Regions from separate parts of the Sus scrofa genome. Here regions 1, 3, 4 and 5 are each linked to region 2. The links are chromatin contacts, called in public HiChIP or PLAC-seq maps. All regions are on one chromosome and are shown on one strand. The core of a region is the stretch at or near the end of the contact, and the rest is flanking DNA. Distances in the headings are between cores, read along the strand shown. Region 1 has its middle 160 kb from the start of TGFB2. Region 2 overlaps LOC102164422. Region 3 has its middle 130 kb from the start of TGFB2. Region 4 overlaps LOC102164422. Region 5 overlaps TGFB2 (transforming growth factor beta-2).

Region 1 (2,700 bases), core at 36-2,535, 410 kb before region 2:
GCCCTGTTTGCCTATCTCTTTGCCATTTTTTTTACTCCCAAACACTTAGTTCATTAGACTCTGCTAGACAAGGCAGAAAAGCTCTTAGGATGCATCTAAATTCTTCTACCACCTGGAATTTCTCTCTCTCTTCCTTCCTTCCTTCCTTCCTTCCTTCCTTCCTTCCTTCCTTCCTTCCTTCCTTCCTTCCTTCCTTCCTTCCTTTCTTTCTTTCTTTCTTTCTTTCTTTCTTTCTTTCTTTCTTTCTTTCTTTCTTTCTTTCTTTCCTTTCATTCTCTTTCCCTTCCTTCCTTCCTTCCTTCCTTCCTTTCTTCTGTCTGTCTGTCTTTTGAGGGCTGCACCCGCAGCACATGGAGGTTTCCAGGCTAGGGGTCAAACCGGAGCTGTGGCTGCCAGCCTACGCCACAGCCATAGCAACACGGGATCCAAGCCGCATCTAGTATGTACACCATAGCTCACGGCAACGCTGGATCCTTTACCCACTGAGTGAGGCCAGGGATCGAACTTACGTCCTCATGGATGCTAGTCAGATTCATTTCTGCTGCGCCACAACGGGAACTCCACCTGGAATTTCGTGACAGTGGTTGGAAGCACCTCCATCATAAGACAAGTGAAGAAGCTCAGATAAAGTCTCACCACTCCCACCCTTCCCCCAGCCCACATAATTTTAGAAAGAAAGCATTCCTAAGAGAAGCTATTAGTTCCCTAAATTGGCAACGGGAGTAGGAAAACCATAAATGACAAAAATACACACGGCACTGATGCTAGAAGTGGGTCCTATTTTACATCCCTGTCCATTTGCGGGCTTTCTTCCCTGACCTGGTCAGCGCTGTCAGCTTCCTTGGGGTTAAACATAGCCCAGAAACACGTTGCTACAAAACAGAATGGAAAACACCGGGCCCAGTTTAACTTGATTTCTCTGGATCAGGGTGGGTCACTGTTACCCTGAAATAGCATGTGAACAGGGTAATTTTCTCAAAGTCTTTCTACCATATTAAATTACCCAAATAAATAGCAGCTATATTTTATCTGCAGTATCAGCAAGATCGTATAACACAACGTAGGCTGGTATCACTTACCAAGCTGGGCTTAAAAACACACATGCGCACACACACAGAAAAAAACCGGAGTGGAATATTGGAAAGAGTTGGGCGTTGATGCATATACCACAGCATGCCTTGTTTATTAGCGTATTATGATGAATTAGAGCTTTAGATCTGACTAATTGATTCAGAATCCCCGTGCTCAAATGTGATGCCTGCTCTTATAAACCAAAGTTGAAGGCTGATTTCTCCAGCTGAATGCGGCCAAGAGGGCTGCCTCCATGGAGTGATACCCCTCTGGGCTGGCATAAGATGTGTTCCATGAACTTGGAAGCGATTGGAAGGGGTACAATTGTTCCTTTACCCTGTGAACCAGAAGCAGAAAGGAGAGGGAACCCAGTGAATACAGGATGACAGTGTTTCCTGATTTTCATCTTCTTGCCTGTAGATTTCCAACTCAGCCCAGCCTCCACAACTAGAAACCTGGTACTCAGCATGGGGGGCACACCTGATTCAGGGAAACGATCTATAGATTAGCTAGTTTTCATTAAATGTCCTCATTCGTCGGTTCTATTACTTTTAAGGGACGGTGTTACTTAAGCCAAATGTCAACAGAGGGTTCCCAGATTCTAGCAGATCTGTTACCTAAACAACCCTTTTCATTGCTGTTAGACTCTTATTGAACTGTTCCTGCAGTTTAATGATTTAAAGTTTAGCACCCTCGGTAATCTTGTTTATAGTATAATATAAACATATTTGAGGTTAAGTAGATAAAAATCTAAATAAAATTGAGTTTAAGTTTTTGTAATTAGAAGAGTAAAGAAAAAAAAAAAAAAACCCAAACCCAACCCGCTGTAACATCTTTTCATTAGATGCTATAGAAATGGCAATTTTAGGAGTTCCCTGGTGGCTCAGTAGGTTAGGTATCCAGCTTTGTCACTGCTGCGGCTCTGGAGACTTGTGGCACGGGTTTGATCCCTGGCCTGGGAAATTCCACATGCCACGTGTGGCCAAAAGATAAAAATTAAAATGGCACTTAAAAAAAAAAAGTCACTTCCATTGTCATTTTCTTGGTAATTGATATTAACTAAGTGGAGGAGTTCCCACTGTGGCACAGTGGATTAAGAAGCTGACGGCAGCAGCTCAGGTCATCTCTGAGGCACAGGTTCGATCCCTAGTCCAGTGCACTGGGTCAAAGGATCCAACACTGTGACAGCTACAGCATAGGTCACGGCTGCAGGGTGGATTCAATCCCTGGCCCAGGAACTTTCATATGCTGTGGGTGTGACCATTAAAAAAAAAAGATAATAAATAAATGGGTAGTAATATTTATTTTAAAGAAATTACTTTGAGCTCATGTTCACAGAAGCAAAGAATCATCAAGTTTGAAGAGACATTCAGAGTTATCCCGTTAACCCAGTACTGAAAGCCCTTCTTTCTATGACTTCCTGGTAATGTTATTTATGCTCAGACTCCTTTAGCAGCGGGATCTCACTTTCTGGGACAATCCATTCCCGCCTTTGTATAGCTGAGGCAGTTGAAAAGTTCTTTCTTAAGATGAGCTAAAATCTGCTTTCCTGAATTTTCCATCTGCTTGCCCTACTTTTTTCCCTTCAGAAAAAAATGTAAACTAAACATGATTCTTTTTCTATACGTT
Region 2 (2,700 bases), core at 180-2,679:
AGAATAAAGGTGCTGGGTGAACATCAGAGCTGGCCCATGACTGAAGGACTGGGGACACGGAGCAGACGGCAGGGGTGGGGTAGGGGAGATGGACAGGCTATCCTGCAGCAGAAACAAAGCCAGATGGACTGATGGAGCTCATTCAGGAGCCCGCAGACAGGTGCAATGGAAGTACCCGCAAGTGATGCCTAAGACTGAAGGTGGAGGATTGGGCTGAAACTGCCCAAACCGACAGCGATGTTTTCTCTCTTTCTCTTGGACAGGCAACAGGGTCAAGACTTACACATTTGTGTAAGAACCGTTTTGCCATTTTAAACAAATCAACACTCACAAATCACAGCCCTCCCTGCCCCAAGGTTCATCTGCCTTGTGTCATCCTTTGGTGACAAAAAGCAAACTTCAAAACAAAACAAAACAAAAATGCAGGCTGGTAGTAAAGCCTTCTTTCACCAAGGTCCGGCCTTGGGGCTAAATGGGAGCGTTCTGCCAGCCATCAAACTTAACGGCCTTTAAACATGTGCAACATTTCTCTCAGCAAATTGGTTCCTTAATATGGTAAAATGTGCGGCACCCAAGGGGAAATGCTGGTGATCTCAGAGGCCAAAGCTGATGGAGTCACAGTACGGTATTCCTGAAAAGCACTCCTACTTTCCACTTTGATACAACCAGAAGCAAATACGAGAGGCAGGAGGTTTTGACATCCATTGTTTATTCTCACTGAAATTTTCCTCCTATAGAGCACAGCACAGTGGTTTAATTCATAGCTTATGGGATTTTTAAAAATATAAACCATTCAAATTTTTTCTATATTAATCAGTGGTTTCTAAAGATCCACAGGGATAAATAAACCCTGCAAGCTGGCAGGGGCTTTTCGTGGCATAACCACTGGTAGTTATAAACAGTAAACAAAACATAGTAACCATTTTAAGCACAAGAGATTGCTGTATCACTGGGGGCATAAATCATTAGTTTAATAATTTCAGCAGCAGTGTCTCTAAAGCAAAATTAAGCCAACAGTTCCCCCTGTGGCAATAATGAAGTACTGTAATGTGAAAAGAAAAAAACAACCAAGAGAAGGCATTATTGTGCCTTGGAACCGACTGCAAATTCAAGTTCAACACAGAACTGTAGCACTCTTGTCTCTGAGCTGCTCTTGTGAGAGGTGGAGAGGGGGTTGCCTCCAAACCCCACGTCTCTTTTTGGGGACATTTTGACAAGCACAAGTGCACTTTCATTTAAGCCCCCCATGGCCGGCATGCACCGTACGGAGGGCACGGAAGCGATGACATGTCCCAATTGAGAAGATGACGCATTTCTCTCAGCTGTGTAGGCAGACATTATTCACAGATTTCGAGAGCGCCAAAGGGGTGCCAGGCCCGGGACAGGACACGGAGATGACACAGGTTCCCTTCCAGGGGCTCTCGAGCTAGATGGCCAACAATCTGAACAGAAACGCTTGGCAGCTGTGAGCTGGGCCAGTCCACCCAGCCACATGAGTAAAGCTGGCCTGTCTTTCCCATGAATTTCACCCAGTGCCAAAGTTCATTTTAAAAAAAACAAAACTGGCTAATAATCTGTGCACTTTGGCTAAGTGTACTTGCCAGTGGGGCGTTATCCAACAAGAGGAGTCCAGGGAGACCTTCGTGATTCCCCCTGCTGTACGGGGTCAGTTCTATAGAACCTTCCCTTTCCGCCCGGATTTCTCCATCTCTTTCATGAAACCAGTATAGTCCTGCCATTTTCCTTACCAAAAAAAAAAAAAAAAGTTCTGGAGTTCCCATCGTGGCTCAGTGGTGGTTAACGAATCCAACTAGGAACCGTGAGGTTGCGGGTTCGATCCCTGGCCTTGCTCAGTGGGTTAAGGATCCAGCATTGCTGTGAGCTGTGGTGTAGGTTGCAGACGTGGCTCGGATCCCATGTTGCTGTGGCTCTGGCATATGCCGGTGGCTACAGCTCCGATTAGATCCCTTGCCTGGGAACCTCCATATGCTGCGGGAGTGGCCCAAGAAATGGCAAAAAGACAAAAAAAAAAGTTCTGATTGGAGACAGGGGTTTTTCCCCCTCAATAATACCATTTATTTAAGGCAGGATTTTACTTACTAACACCATTCCCTATGTTTTTTAGAGTACTTATTACAGACACAATTATCTCTTTGGAATGTATTTGGTTTTAAAAGTATGATTTTTAAAATAATACAGAAGCTGTATTATTTTCACGAAACTGACTCCCAGCTTGACTCTCTTATGCACTGGATTGAAGTGGTGATTTTAACAACACAGGGATACAGATTAATCTAGCAAGTACAGGGTCAGAAGCACTCTTATGGAACAGACACAACCTAATGATTTAGAAATCGTTAATCAACAGATGGTTTTTTTTCCCCTGGGGGGGAGGTGGCTTTGTTTTCAACTGTGATACTTTAGATACAGTTGTCTTAAAGAACCCAGTGACTTTCCTTAGTAGGTCAGATTACAGATGCAATCGCTTGCTGTACACATGCTCCTTTATTAATCTGAAACGAGACAATGAGATGGAGAAGATGGCTCTCTCTGCACCTTTAAGAAAAAGTTTTTCTCCACAAGCTAAATATATTATTACATCTTTTAACTCTCTCTCGCCAAATAAATTTTGAAAGGTACCAAGCGAGCATCATCACCCTCCTCTACCCTGTACTGTAAGTGTGGCAGGGAAGCATCGTG
Region 3 (2,700 bases), core at 28-2,527, 430 kb before region 2:
TTCCTTTCTTTAGAGCAAAATTCCTGGTTTTTGAGTTTTTCCACTCATGACCTTCTTTCTTTCCTTCACTTGATCTTCGAGGCTCTCCGATCAGGTTTTCTTCTTTTTCTAAAGATGCTCTTGCCAAACTCACCAAGACGATGCTCGTGACCCAGACTGATGGTCCCCTTTCAGACCTCTTCCAGGTGAGACGCAGCTGCATGTGACTCAGTTGGTTTCACTGTTTCTCCAAACGCTCCCCAACTGGGTGCTCTGACATCACTGTTTCATGCTCCTCTGACACCCCCCCCCCCCCCCCCCCCGCTGGCTGCCCCTTCTCAGGATTTGCTGGAACCTTCGCTCCATAATACTACAGGGATAATCAGGGCCGGCACCTGCAGGCTGGAGAATCCAGGGGCTCCCTCTTCCCTCGCACAGGTGCCTCCCACGAGAAACAGCCATGAGCAGTGACAGGCTTGGAGAAATGGCCAAGGTTCCCTCAGTTAGTAAAAGATCGAGTCTGTTTCATAGAAACATCACACGACAAAGGAAGCCAGCAGAGGCTTCTTGATTCTAGGGGAGGGAGGGGTGGGTGTGAGAAAGTGCAAGGGAGACTGTATAAACATACCCGAGGTCAAAGATCACAGCAGCCCCAGCCAGGCTAAAATATGGGGGGTTGGATGTGCCAGGCTGGGCGGGCAGGGTGCAGTCTTTCGGGGAGGTGAGGGGTGGGGAGCGGAAGGGGTCTGCGACCCATGCTTATCTATCAGCCCAAGTTTTGATCGCAAGGCTGGGAAAGACGCGGCCAGAAATAAACGTTTAGGGCATGACATTCTTTCCGTGTTAGGACACCACATTCTTGCTATTTGGTGACAAATGACTGAACAGCGAGCTGGGTCCCATTTATGATCTAATTCTGTAAAAATGAAACTCCGGGCCTCCGCTTCCGAGCCTTCCAGGAAAGAGTTAACTTTGAATCTTAGCGCCTCACGCGCGGGTCTTCCTTTTCGGTGAATGACAGGCTTGGATGCTGAACGGGTCCTCTTCCTTCTGTGGGTTTTTTGTTTTTTTTTTCACCCCCCCTGCTTTCTGTGGAAGAGAACTCTCTGGCCTGGCCTCTTCCCCTTGACTTTAAACCACTGGTAATGAGCAGATACCCTCTATCTAAAGATTGCAGAGAGAGGCAACAAGAAGTGGAAATCATTCCCTCTTTAGGGAAAGTGAGACAGAGAGAGCCTGAGTGTGTGTGGGTGTGTCTGGGGTGCGGGCTCCGTGGCTCACGTAGGAAGAGACTGAGAGCAGTTCAGCTCTAGGGGAACTTGCTGCCTGTGAAGCCTCCAGCTGCCTGAACAAAGCTTCCAATAATACACGGTGACATTTACACAAATATTTGTGGTTGTGCTTTCCACTTCTTCTTATAGGAAACAAGAGAGATTTTTAAATGCTTGAGCGATGTGATCAGTGGACAGTAGTGGGAAAGAATTTCCCCGAAACTTGACTTGTAATCAAAAGAAGGAAGGAAGATCTGAAAGAACCGAGAATATTTCAGCTAATCAGGATATGGCACTTTCCAACATCTGGATGTCCAAACAAATGTTTTGAATTCAATACTATTAACATGTGTCACTTAAATGAATATTTTCCTTTGGAGCCAATTGGGTGGTTACATTTTTGGCCGTCATCTCGCAGTCTGTTGCTTACATTACCTGACCCGCCGTCCGTTTTCCTTGTGTTGGCTGTGGGAAAGAAAAAAAAAAAAAGGTGGAAAATGTCTCAGAACCTGGAAAAGAGTATTGAGACTGCGACTCATCTTTTAATTGAACCACTTCAAATAGAAGCTCTCTCGGGATGATCTTCTCCCCGTCTCTGACATCACGTGTAACAAAAAGAGTCCGTTCTGTTTGGATCAAAAAGATGGGGGGGGGGGGAAATTCCACAGAATAAGATGGGATTTTTTTTTTTTTTTAAGCCTGAAATAGAAGGTCAGGTCTCTGTCTTTATTCTTTTGACTTTTAACCAAACCAACCAAGCAAACAACCTCCTTAGATTAAGAAGTGTTTTTAGGAGGTCCTCATAAGATAACTTAACCGATCATTTCAAAAGCCCTGCGCAAGAACCTCATTGCCCACTATTTTTAGCCCTCTGCTCTTTGCAGAAACGTTTTTCCCCCCTTCTTTAAAAAAGTTTTTGGCCACCCTACAGCCTGTGGAGTTCCCAGGCCAGGGATCAGATCTGTACCACAGCTGCAGCAATGCCAGGTCTTTTAACCTTCTGTGCCAGGGGCTGGGATCGAACCAGCATCCTGGTGCCGCAGATACGCAGCTGATGGGACCTCCATCTTCGCAGAAGCCTTAAGCACCTTTTCTGTAAGGAAGAGTCCAAGGACCTCTGTGAGGTCGAGGAGGGGGAGGAGGAGGAAGAGAAGGGCAGCCTTGGTCTGCTCTGTGTGGGGCTGTGCATGTGTGCGCGCATGTGTGTGTGTGTGGATATGTGTGTGAACATATGCATGTATGTGAGTGTGAGTACACATGGGCATGAGTGGGTATGCATATCTACGTGTGCATGGTGAGTATCTTTCCTTTTAATCAGCTCGTCAGGGTAGCTGATCAGAATACTCAAAGGCAGGGACTTTGGAATCACGACCAAAGGTTAAACCCAGAGGCTGTCACCCTCTACCTGAATAATCTCCGACAGGTTGCTTCATCTTTCTGGGTCTCAGTG
Region 4 (2,700 bases), core at 158-2,657, 260 kb before region 2:
AATTTTTTAAAAAAATGTTAAAGCTAACCGTTATTTTGCATCTGCTGTCCAAATGAATAAAGCTGGTGCTGATTATAAATGGAATGAAATAATTAAGCAAGAGCACCCCTGGCATCCTAGTAGAACTTCAGAAGAGCCATATATTCTACGACCTTCCTGTTCCCCCTAGGAAACCTTCTTTCATAAAAGAAATAGAAGGAATTCACATTTAATGTGTTTGCTTCTTCTCCCTGGGAGCCAGTTTGGGTCTCATCCAGTCTTTCCAGGACGAGTAAATCCAGTTTTTTGGTACCACTTTCCCCTAGGTGCCCACAACAGAGATGAAAACCATGTGAGATTACTGGATGGTACGGAAACAGCGATGTGTATTCAAGGTTTCGAGGAAGCAACAGCTTATGCCTACTTAGCAATGCAAAGTACATCCTGTCAATTTTCTGGAAAGAAGACTGGAATTTGAGTAATCTTATACTATAGGCTGACTTTCAGGATTCCTCATTTTGAAAAGAATGAGAATGGGAAACTATCCAGAACCAGAGCTCTTTGCAATAATGCTGGGGGAAAAAAAAAAGAAGCTGAAACTTACCTTCCCATCTTCTTTCATGCAAGACACCCCCACTCGGCAACTCCTCTGAGTTCAGAGCTTCCCAGATAACAGCCAGAAGAGAGGAAAAACTAGTAACTCCTTTCCTTTAATCATGTTTGCAGAGACTCAGGTTCTAAACGCCGTGCCAATGGAATGCTGGAAATAAAGGCACCCGTTAGGATAATATTTAACAAAGCATTTTGACCTGGCACCAAGCTTCCATTAATGGAATTAAGAAAGGTCTGCCAGTGTTCTGGGGAAGATGATTTCCCACAGTTCCCCTCCAAAATGTTTTCAAATATGCAGAAGGGGAAAAAAAAAAGAGAGAGATGAATCAAGCAGAATACCTCATGGACAATTTTTCTAAGCTGGGATGAATTATGTTAGCTTCTGTTCCCTGATCATTCCCTTCCCCATGAAATGTATGGATATTTCCATTGCCCTAATCAGCAGAGACAGTTTAAAAATTGATCTGGAAAATCGGCAGTTGACCCTGTGATCCTGCACTTTGTCGACACGTTCAATCACATCTGGTCTTGAACTGTAAAATTGTTGGCCTGTTCCCCAGCACACTCCTCTGACAGCTGCATGCATTTTGTCCACAGAATAACTCCTCTCCCAGAGCCTTCGGAAACCAGGACAACACAGCTTTCATTGCTAGATTCCCCTAACCACGAAGAGAATTCTAATAAGTTTCTATGAAAAGGTCCTTTGGCTTAAGATTTTCCAAAGGAAAAAGCATTAGGAAAGAACTCAGGCAATGGTCTACACTTGGGCCTGGGGAAGATCTTGATTTAGCTTCTGACTCTATCTTTGACCCTCAGTTATCCGAAAAGGAGATGCACTCACTCCTGCCCTCTGAAAAAGAAAATATTGTAGGGATTGAATTAAAGTGCTGCTACTTTGAAAACACTTAAAAAACAGTCGTGTTAAGTTACTCTTTAACCCAGCAGCAATATCCTGCCCCTTTTGTTTAGAACAACTTGGTATTTTATAATAAAATATATAGATTCACTATATCAGCAAGAGTTAGTGCTGAGTGTCTGTCTCCCATGTGTCAAACTCATTCCTGAAAATATGCTCCATGTAGAATCTAAAATATGACACAACTAAACCTATCTATGAAACAGAAACAGACTCACAGACATAGAGAACAGACTTGTGGTTGCCAAGGGGGAGAAAGGATGGACTGGGGCTTGGGGTTAGCAGATGCATACTTTTATATATGTGTAACTAAATCACTTTGTTGCACACCAGAAGCTAAGACAACACTGTAAATCGACTATACTTCAACAAAATAAAATTTAAAAAAAGAAGATAAGAAAAGTGCACGGAGGGTTTGATGGCTTGAAAGAGCACACATCAATTCAACTAATATTCTCCTGGCCAGAGCATCGTCCTAAGACAAGAGAGGCTGAGGATCACTAGTAGCCTCTGCTACTCTTTTATATAATACCTGCGATTTCCAAATCTTCCATTTTCCATGACCTGCGACATTCTCGTTCCAACCTTCAACTTGTAAGAACTGAAAATTCCCCCTTTATTAAATATTTTAAAAGATGAAAATAGCGTGTGTATCACCTCTATAAAAGAGAATAAAGATATAATTTAGGAGTTCCCTGGTGACCTATTGGTTAAGGATCGTACAGGGTCACTATTGTGTTGTGGGTTGATCCCTGGCCCAGGAACTTCTACATGCCACAAACGTAACCAAAAAAGAAAAAAAATTATCTCTCTCTCTCTGTATATATATATATATAGAGAGAGAGAGAGAGAGAGAGGGAGAGATACAGATATAGATATAAATGATTGGGTCACTATACTGTACAGCAGAAACTGACACAACACTATAAATCAACTGTACTCAAATTAAAAAAAGACATGTTTTAGCTAAGGAGGAAATCCACCTTTTGATTTTAAACTATTGTTTCAGGCTATACGTAATATACTCAAAGGTTATCTCTTTAAACTGTTTGCATTTATTGAACACATATTGGACGATCTCCTTTGACTCACCTAACTTCACATGAGCTAAAATAGCCCTGCATTTAAGTAACAGACTCGGAGGTCTTTCACCACATGTCCACGGCCACACAGCTGGCTGAGTGGGTGAATCA
Region 5 (2,700 bases), core at 179-2,678, 460 kb before region 2:
TTGTATGATATTTCTTATATGTGGAATCTAAAAAATACAAAAAACTAGTGAATATAGCAAAAAAAGGAAGCAGACAGATATAGAAAAAAATAGTGGGGGGGGCAATAGAGGGGGTAGGGGAGTGAGGGGTACAAACTCTTAGGTATGAAATAAGCTGCAAGGATACATTGTACAACCCAAGGAATATGTTTGGTATTTTATAATAACGATAAATGGAGTAGAAACTTTAGAAATTGTGACTCTGTATATTGTACACCTGTAACTTGTAATATTGTACAGCAACAATATAGTTCAATTTTATTTTATTTTATTATTATTATTTTTTGCCTTTTAGGGCTGTTCCTGCAGCATATGAAGGTTCCCAGGCTAGGGACTGAATTGGAGTTGCAGCTGCTGGCCTTGACCACAGCCACAGCAACTCGGGATCCGAGCTGTGTCTGCAACCTTCTGTGACCTACACCACAGCTGATGGCAATGCCGGATCCCTTATCCACTGAGCGAGGCCAGGGATTGAACCCACATCCTCAAGGATACTAGTCAGGTTCATTTCCGCTGAGCAGCAACGGGAACATCTATCCTTCAATTTTCAAAAAGTCACATAGGTTTCAAGTGGAAGAGCTGAGAGAAAAGCAGGCAGCTGTCTCCAGATCAGTTCAGCAGAGAAATGCAGCCAAATGCTAACAGTTCTTAGGTCCAAAGGGTGGGATCATAGTTCTTATTTCTCTGAGTTATTCTTTTGCCTTATAATCTTCATGTAGTAAAGACATATGACTATGAAAGAATTTTTATTCAAAAGGCAAAATCATTCAACAATATTAACACCCCAGGGCTAGCTAGTTGGCACAGCCTACCCCATGGAATTTGGTGGGGATAAAACATAAACTCAGGTCTTTATGTGATATGGTCGTGCAACAGTTTTGCTAGGGTTGCCGTCTGGTGTGGGCCTTGGTTTTGGCTGCTGCCTTTCCAAAGAGCCACGAGGCGAGGGGACGAAGCCTTAAGGGACATCTCTGGAGTGTCCTTAGGCAGGTGGCCAAATTTTCAGCTTGGCGAGAGCAGCAGCAGCACTGACCCCAGAGGAGAGGGGAGGCGGGAGATTTGGTCCAGTTGTCCCAAGCCCCCTCGCTCTGAGCCAACCATCTGTTTCCCTTTCATCTGTCCCTGTCATCTGCGCGGTCTCTTGTTCTGAACACGTTTTATTTCTTTTGAAAAGTGGACCCGTGTCATCCAGGTTTCTGGCGAACTCCCCTTCTCCCGAAATTCCCCTGGGGATGGACGGGAATAAAAGGAGTTCGCTGAGCCCTTGGCAGCCAAGGTGACCTTGTCTGTACGTGGCTCAGATCCTTCCTCGCCACAGAAATGGGATTCCAAACCAGACCCAGCAAGAGCCAGTCGAGAAGCTTCACAGAATCCGAGCAGGGTGTTCAGCCTCGTGCATAGTTTTGAGATGACTCACTCTGCACTGCTTCCTAAAAGAGACTCATTAAGTTACGGTAACATTTTAGGCTGGCATTTCTAGTGCCAACAGAAAACAGGAGGGGCAAATGCTTTGGACACTGCCTGTTCCTGTGCACCACTACCCCAGCGATCTCTTTTTTCACTTTTCAAGCCTTCTTTGTCCCCTGACCCAAGGCAAAGCCTGCAAGAGGCTGCCTTCTGATGCCCCAGGGGCCCGGCAATGACCCCTCACAGCCTGCCCAGGACGCCAGTGTTCCCATTGTCTCACCCTGTTACCAAACCCTTGCCCCAGCCCCTCAGGCGGGACCCTCCGGTCTGCTCTGTTCCTTGCAGCAGTTCTGTTCTCTGTTTATTAACAATTCAGATGTACTGTCCTGAAATGAGTGGAAATGCCAGAGGTTATTTGTTCTGGTTTCCTTCCACTGTGTATGCTCCGTTTCCGTGGCTGTCTGTTGGTTACCTAGGATATGGCCAGGAGAGGCAATGGATTGGCTGGGAGCTTGGCTGGATGTGCTGGGAGGCTGTGGAGCAGGGCTTAGTGGTCAGAAAGATGCCCTATTTGAGTGCCTGATTAACCACTCAGTGACCCCTTCTGGGCTGAGCTCAGAATGTCCTGTCCAGGGTTTCCAGGGTTCCCCTTATATTCCCCCTGTTTTGGCTTTTCCCCAACTGGTGGTATAAATTTCTATCTCTGCTACCGCTATGCTAAAAGCAATGGTCCTACATTACTCTGTGCTGTGTCCAGCACAGTTCAAAGCACACAAAAGATGTTTAATATCAGTAGGTCGACTATATGCCTAGATAAATCCTTGTTCTGTTCCTTCAGAGTCTACAAGGAACTCAGCATTTTATATTCCACCACTGGTTTTGTTGAAAAATAAAACGAATGTATTAATCACCTACAGCCTTAACTGTATATAACTTGTTTTGGATATAACTTGTTTAATCTTCACAATAATTTTGACAAAGTAGGCATTATTACCTTCAATTTTAATTGTACCATCCTAAATGCAGGGAGATGAAGGAATTTTCCCCTGAAATCACTCGATCAATAAGTAATGAAGTCAGGATTCGGGGCCCTGAGTGTCTTATGGTTTACCCTGTTTTATATGGCCCCCAAACTACATTGCTAATGAATTCAACTGGGAACCTGTACTTTTTGGAAAGAGTCAAAGAGTTGAGATGGAAAATAAATGAATGAGGGAGTTCCCGTTGTGGTGGGTTATGAACTCGACTCGTATC

Evidence for each region. HiChIP or PLAC-seq counts read pairs in DNA pulled down with a chosen protein or histone mark.
Region 1: a contact with region 2 is called in an H3K27ac HiChIP or PLAC-seq map of skeletal muscle. The contact joins two enhancer-like sites. A contact is called at or near these places in 3 of 47 Hi-C or Micro-C datasets (embryonic fibroblasts, retroperitoneal adipose tissue and subcutaneous adipose tissue) and 1 of 2 datasets of contacts at active chromatin or transcription factors (skeletal muscle).
Region 3: a contact with region 2 is called in an H3K27ac HiChIP or PLAC-seq map of skeletal muscle. The contact joins two enhancer-like sites. A contact is called at or near these places in 1 of 47 Hi-C or Micro-C datasets (embryonic fibroblasts) and 1 of 2 datasets of contacts at active chromatin or transcription factors (skeletal muscle).
Region 4: an H3K27ac HiChIP or PLAC-seq map of skeletal muscle shows a contact between it and region 2, with 6 times the contacts expected there. The contact joins two enhancer-like sites. A contact is called at or near these places in 2 of 47 Hi-C or Micro-C datasets (embryonic fibroblasts and fetal skeletal muscle) and 1 of 2 datasets of contacts at active chromatin or transcription factors (skeletal muscle).
Region 5: a contact with region 2 is called in an H3K27ac HiChIP or PLAC-seq map of skeletal muscle, with 5 times the contacts expected there. The contact joins two enhancer-like sites. A contact is called at or near these places in 1 of 47 Hi-C or Micro-C datasets (embryonic fibroblasts) and 1 of 2 datasets of contacts at active chromatin or transcription factors (skeletal muscle).

Annotation. Positions count from the first base shown.
Region 1 is chr10:8,462,671-8,465,370 of Sscrofa11.1, forward strand. No RefSeq gene overlaps it. Among named protein-coding and RNA genes, the nearest start is that of TGFB2, 160 kb to the left of the region's middle. Within about 2 kb of position 1,286, at least 2 of the 83 cell types and tissues checked have an H3K27ac peak or open chromatin away from gene starts, as enhancers often do. A contact at or near this core is called in skeletal muscle, where this site is marked.
Region 2 is chr10:8,868,027-8,870,726 of Sscrofa11.1, forward strand. The region is part of intron 2 of LOC102164422; the gene reads right to left. Among named protein-coding and RNA genes, the nearest start is that of LYPLAL1, 77 kb to the right of the region's middle. Within about 2 kb of position 1,430, at least 15 of the 83 cell types and tissues checked have an H3K27ac peak or open chromatin away from gene starts, as enhancers often do. A contact at or near this core is called in fetal skeletal muscle and skeletal muscle, where this site is marked.
Region 3 is chr10:8,436,279-8,438,978 of Sscrofa11.1, forward strand. No RefSeq gene overlaps it. Among named protein-coding and RNA genes, the nearest start is that of TGFB2, 130 kb to the left of the region's middle. Within about 2 kb of position 1,278, at least 31 of the 83 cell types and tissues checked have an H3K27ac peak or open chromatin away from gene starts, as enhancers often do. A contact at or near this core is called in skeletal muscle, where this site is marked.
Region 4 is chr10:8,611,479-8,614,178 of Sscrofa11.1, forward strand. It overlaps LOC102164422, which reads right to left. Exons shown (of 11, transcript XR_002336182.1): 7 at 584-739. Among named protein-coding and RNA genes, the nearest start is that of TGFB2, 310 kb to the left of the region's middle. Within about 2 kb of position 1,408, at least 9 of the 83 cell types and tissues checked have an H3K27ac peak or open chromatin away from gene starts, as enhancers often do. A contact at or near this core is called in fetal skeletal muscle and skeletal muscle, where this site is marked.
Region 5 is chr10:8,405,338-8,408,037 of Sscrofa11.1, forward strand. The region is part of intron 6 of TGFB2 (transforming growth factor beta-2); the gene reads left to right. Among named protein-coding and RNA genes, the nearest start is that of TGFB2, 100 kb to the left of the region's middle. Within about 2 kb of position 1,429, at least 42 of the 83 cell types and tissues checked have an H3K27ac peak or open chromatin away from gene starts, as enhancers often do. A contact at or near this core is called in skeletal muscle, where this site is marked.